2 separate regions of the Hordeum vulgare genome follow, and region 1 is linked to region 2. A link is a contact called in public Hi-C data. All regions are on one chromosome and are shown on one strand. Each heading gives the region's core, a stretch centred on a gene start, on an enhancer-like site or on the middle of the called end of the contact. The rest is flanking DNA. Distances are from core to core; before and after follow the strand shown. Region 1 holds the start of LOC123427548 (BEACH domain-containing protein C2). Region 2 holds the start of LOC123427544 (copper-transporting ATPase HMA5).

Region 1 (2,950 bases), core at 173-2,672, 220 kb after region 2:
CACAAGCATTGAAGCGAGCTGAAGGTGTGCCGCTGTCATCACTCCTTCCTCAACAAAGCCGGGCAAAACTTGCTGTAGCAGATAGTCGAAAAGTCGTTGTGCTAAGGTCTCGTAAGACTAACGTACCAGAACAGCAACTGTCGTCGATGAAGATAAGCTTAGATCGAAAGTATCCAACCTAAAGACACACCGACGTAAACGTTCGAAGACTGGATCCGAGTGGATTCATCAATGACAACAACTGGTTTACCAAAGACAACAACCAACCGGATCCTACGAGATTTACCGAAAACACACCTTCATACGCCCCAAATGATACTAGATGCACCATTGGAACGGAGGCTAAACGAGAAGATCATCATTTCATCTTCAAAAAATCACCGCCGTCAGATTTTCCTAAACATCATGTATACCATAACAAAAAACAAAAGGCATAAAAACGAAAGCCTTCCACTAGCGGGATTCACCGCGTTTCTATGATCCTAACGCCATAAGAAACGAGGCCTAGCCGCCTGCTGTGTTAGCTGGGAGGTCCCATTTTTCACACTTTTTGTTAACAATAATGGGAAGCTTAAGTAACTTTCGAGGGTCTTGTACTTGTACCAAATACACCTTCCGACATTTCCTTAATTTATATAATCCACATTTTAGTGTCAACGGAATATCGTCTGCATTTTTTTTTAGGAAAGCTTATTTTTCTTTTGAGATGGCATAAATTGGTGTTCTCTTAATTGCGCATCAAATGGTGTTTATGATCAAGTATTTTTTTTGAGCAACTGGTGTTTATTATGATAAAGTGATTAGTCACTGGCTCGTTCCGATTGGCGCTCTTGTGTCGCCGCCAACACGGGCCCAGCTCCTAACCTCGCTTCCTTAACGGGCCTAAGCCCAAACCCGGAGCTGAAAAGTAAGCTGGATGGCCGGCTAGCTAGCTACTCCTCCAGCCAGCCGCAACCCGTGAACCGGCCGCGTCTCCTTCTCCCGTGCCCTTCCCCTTCTCTTCGTCAGTTCATCCATCCCATCCCATCCCATCCGCCTCCCCCTCTCCCTCCCCGGATCTCGTCACGCATCGCCGCTGATCCATCCCACCCCCCTCCCGGCAGCCATTTCCCCGGCCGCCTCTCAATTAGATCTGCGCTGATCCCCGCCCACATTGCGCGCCGCCGTTCACTCCGATCTCTCCCCCCCCTCTCCAACCAGTCTCCGCTTCGCTGTCCCACTATCGTTGACCGATTCCGCTCGCATTTTTATTCGGAGGGCTTTCTTCGGATGCGGTGTTGATGAAGTAAGCCCTCGCAATGGCCGAGGACGCCCGCGAGATGCGCGATTCCTCGCCGCCGCCTCCGGAGCAGGGCCCGTCCGTTCCGCTCGCCGACGCGGCGCCGACGAGCCCGGGAACGAGCGCGGCCACGCCAGCTTCGTCGCCGGCGCCTCGGGAGCAGGGCTCCGCGGAGCAGCTCGCGCCGCTGCCGTTCACCGACGAGGTGGGCGTCGAGGAGGCGGCGTCGAGTCAGGAGACGAGCGCGGGCACGTCAGCGCCGCTGCCGACGCCCCGACAGCAGGGCTCCGTGGCGGAGCAGTTCGCGCAGGTTTCGCTCACGGATGAGGTGGTCGCGGAGGAGGGGGTGTCGAGTCAGGAGACGAGCACGGGCACGCCGGGGCCTCCCTCTGCGCTTCAGGAGCAGGGCTCCGTGCAGCAGTTCGCCGCGGTTTCGCTCAGCGAGGAGGTGGGTGTTGAGAAGGGGACGCCAAGTCCGAAGATGAGCACGGGCACGCCCACGATGCCGCCGGAGACTTCGCCACCGCTGAGGAGTCGGCATCGGCCTCCCGGAGTGCCAGCTGCCGCGCCGCAGGAGGTGGTGCAGGCCGTGGATGCGGCGGTCATGGGCGATCGTGGAGGCCGGGTGGACTGCCTCCTCGAGATGGTCTCTGAGGGGCAGGGCGAGCTACCGCACTACGTCGTCGATGTTCTGCTCGGAACCATGGGCGGCGTGGATGACCTCGACGAGGTTAGGGACACCACTGGCACTGGTACTTCCCCGAGCATCATGTCCAACTCGCGCGCCGCCATCACTGCCGCTGAGCTCCTGCCTCACCTCCCCTGCAGCGACGAGCCATCACCACGCACTCGTATGGCTATTGGCCTGCACGCCGCGCTAGGGGCCTGCACCCGCAACCGTGCCATGTGCTCTTCCTCAGGCCTCCTATCCGTGCTCCTTGAGTCTGCAGAGAAGCTGTTCGTTGGAACAGGCCAGAGTAGCACTAGTAGCTGGGACGGGACACCACTGCTTCAGTGCATTCAGCTCTTGGGTGGCCACTCGCTTAGTGTGAAGGACCTCCATTCCTGGCTTGGCTTGGTTAAGAAGGCGCTCGGGACGAGCTGGGCCACACCACTGATCCTGGCACTTGAGAAAGCTATGGGCAGTGAGGAAGCAAGAGGTCCTGCCGCGACGTTTGAGTTTGATGGGGAGAGCTCTGGTCTGCTTGGTCCTGGCGATAGCAGGTGGCCCTTCTCGAGTGGCTATGGATTTGCTACTTGGATTTATATTGAATCATTCTCTGACACACTTAGCACAGCAACAGCCGCTGCTGCAATTGCCGCGGCTGCAGCAGCAACATCTGGAAAATCATCAGCAATGTCAGCAGCTGCAGCGGCCAGTGCCCTTGCAGGAGAAGGTACAACACACATGCCACGGCTTTTCAGCTTTCTCTCTTCGGATAACCAGGGTGTGGAGGCTTACTTCCATGGCCAATTCTTGGTGGTGGAGAGCGGGGGTGGGAAGGGCAAGAAGGCTTCTCTGCACTTCACTTATGCGTTCAAGCCTCAGCGCTGGTACTTTGTTGGGCTAGAGCACACAAACAAGCATGGTTTGCTTGGGAAGGGAGACAGTGAATTGAGATTGTATGTGGATGGTAGTCTGCATGAGAGCCGTGCTTTTGATTTCCCGCG
Region 2 (3,018 bases), core at 101-2,600:
AAGCAAAGTTGTCTAGCTGTAGCCTTGTGAACCACACAAAGTCAATAAATGCATGAACTTTCAGGGCCACCACCCCTTTAAACGTTTCTCATCTCAAAAGGAAAACCAACTAAGGCCACATGAATCCCTCTCCTTGAGTGATGCTATTAACCATACGTGCCGGCATTGGTTGTCTAGCAGGAGTTTTTGTTTAGCCTCTGCCACTGGATTCTCCAAGACGCTGCCTAAATCCCTTCCTTAGAAGAAATTGGAAGAAAACCGTAGCGAAACGGCTGAACCTTAGCGAAGTATTTTGGGTTCAGAGTAGTTGCACAGAATGACACAGTTTTTCCTCTACAAATCTATAGTCTATCACCTCGCAAAGTAACCAATGCTCCCAATATCAGCCAATTTTGTGATGCTGGGACTTCCTAAAGCTAAAAATGCCCGTGTATCAGTTTTCAGGCTTCTGATAAGGACACAATGCATGTGACTTGACGTATAAGCACAGCACCAACCATATGCCCCAAATCCAAAGGGATGAATCATTGTACTGATCTATAACTGTACATCAAAAGTATGCACAGCATTTTCACAAAAGAAAATCTCAAAGTAATCACACGCGACCGTCTAGAATCCTAAATTCATCCCAACCCCACGCGCAGGTCGCCCCCCCATCCCCCCTAGAATGCAGAACGGCCGGCGGATGTTGGGCGTGCTTAACAGGTGCGGGAAGGCCGAGAAATCAGGGTGCTCTGCTCTGCTCACCGAGACGAATGCCGGGTAGAAGGCGACCTGCGCGCGGCAGCCGAGGACGTCGACGGCGGCGTCGTGGATGCCGGGGAGCCGCTTGACGGCCTTCTCCACCGACCCGGCGCACGCGGCGCAGGTCATGCCGGTCACTGCAAACACCGCCACCTTCTCCTCCTCCTCCTCCCCCTCCTCGTCCGCCCCCGCCGCGGCCTCCAGATCGCCGGCGACCGCGGCCGCCTTGGTGCGCCGCGGCATGGGCGGGTACCGCGGCCGCAGCGCGAGGCGGTGGCCGCTCCCCTCGGCGCCGCCGCCGCGGAAGCAGGCGAGGAAGACGGCGCCCCGAGTGCCCGCCGCCATCCCGAGAGAGGGCTTCCGGCGTCCGGGAATGGCGACCGCTGGAGCTCGCGACGATCGCTGCGGAGCTGCTTGGGGGCTGCTTCGAGCATTGCCGGATTTATAGGGCGGGGAGGGTGGCGCCGATCGTGTGCGCTCCTTTTTCCCGAAAATGAGACTGTGGGGAAAGCAAAGCGAGCTGCGCTCTAGTGCTCGCATCGTCGGATGTTAGAATATGGCCGCTGCACGTCAGTCGCGTAGGCGGGTGGAGAATTCCGGTATAACCGACTGGAAAGATCGAGCTGCGGACACAACGCAAAAGCAGTATTTGTTTGGGCTCCGTCGCGTGGCCAGCACAAAGGCCGACGTTGGCAGCTCTCGTGAACAAGGGCCGACGCCGCCACGGCCGTGCTTAACCATGTGGCGGCCCCCGATGCTGCAATACCCTCTCGTTTAGGGTTTTAGGACCTCCGACGGCGATCCGATCGCCGACGTGAGGATTATCGATCGCTGGGCTAGCCCGGGCGAGGCAATTTGGGCGCTTTCCACGGGGTGCGATGGCAGGAGACAATGGGTCGTCCTCCTCCTCGGGGTGGACTGGAAAGAATCTGGAGGACATGTTGCAGCACCTTGATCTGAAGGACGAAGTACTAGATGATGTGGTGGTGGGCGAAGAGGAGGTCAAGAAACTTGAGGCGGACGCACGGTGGCTTGCGATTTGGAAGTTGCACACCTCTCGGCCTTTCTCATCGGCAGCTATGTTTGAAACCCTAAAAACAATGTGGGGATTGGCTAAATCCCCGAAGTACAGAGAAGCGGGAGACAATCTGTTTGTGTTCCAGATGTTCTGCTTGGGGGATTGGAAGAAGGTGGTCCATGGAGGACCGTGGCTGTTCCGGTGCATGGGGCTTATAGTGGAGGACTATGACGGGAAGACGAACCCTGCGGAGGTGGTGCTCGATGGTATCCATGTCTGGGCACAGATTCATGGGATCCCTGATATGTATAGGAGTATGGACATTGTGGATCAGCTTGCCCGGCGCATTGGTAGGGTCAAGGAAATCCAACTCTCTCCCAGACTGTTCTACGCAGGTGGTTACGTGCGAGTTCGCGCGCGCATACTGGTTGGCAAACCTCTTACTAGGGTTACGGCTCTGGTAGTATCAGGGGAGGGCCGTCGCATGTTCCCTATCAAGTATGAGAAAACACCATATTTCTGTCAGGTTTGTGGACTTATGGGACACAACCATGAGGAGTGTGGTGATGGTGTGTGGGAGGCGAAGCAGAAACAATGGGGGAGCTGGATGCTGGCACAGAGGAAGGAGGTGGCGTCGGGTAAGAGAGATGAGGACCACGTAGGAAGAGGCGGTCGTTCTGGAGGGAGAGCAAGAACTGGTGGCAGGGGGCGTGGTGGTAACAAGGGCAATACATCTCCAGCTCGCAAGAGATCGTCCCAGGATGCGGGACTGGATGATGGACAGGGAGAGGAAGATGATGTTACTAGTCCTTTGAAAGCACCCAGACCCGAGGGAGAAGCATCGGATAATGATTCAGGAACCCGGCGTAGTCTGAACTTAGCTCTGTCGATCTGTCAGCATGAAAGCACAAGGGTGCGAACAGCATCTAGCAGCACACACAGTATGGGAAGTGAGAAGGATCAGACTGAAGGAGGGAGGGTGATGAATGAGGTTGACATAGATAAGCCCATTCCACCCCCGCCACCAACGTATATTTCTCCCCGAGAGCTCAAAAAAGCAAAGAAGACATCATCGCCTGTCAAGTATAGCACGACGGTGGCATCAGGAAAAGAAGTTCAGACCTTGGCACTTACGGCGGCCTCCCTAAAGGAGGACCGCTGGGCCTAATGTCGATCTTATGCTGGAACTGCCTCGGGCTAGGCGACCCCGCGACAGTTCATGAACTCCGCGACCTTGCGCGGGAGAGTGCGCCGGC

What was found. Hi-C and Micro-C count contacts between places; a contact is called where the count stands out from the background.
Region 1: a contact with region 2 is called in a Hi-C map of seedling, with 2.5 times the contacts expected there. The contact joins the promoter of LOC123427548 here to the promoter of LOC123427544 in region 2. A contact is called at or near these places in 2 of 6 Hi-C or Micro-C datasets (leaf and seedling).

What each region holds. Positions count from the first base shown.
Region 1 is chr2H:593,965,033-593,967,982 of MorexV3_pseudomolecules_assembly, forward strand. LOC123427548 (BEACH domain-containing protein C2) reads left to right here and starts at 1,423. Exons shown (of 31, transcript XM_045111625.1): 1 at 1,423-2,950. The coding sequence starts at 1,761.
Region 2 is chr2H:593,745,062-593,748,079 of MorexV3_pseudomolecules_assembly, forward strand. It overlaps LOC123427544 (copper-transporting ATPase HMA5), which reads right to left and starts at 1,351. Exons shown (of 6, transcript XM_045111619.1): 1 at 748-1,351. The coding sequence starts at 1,284.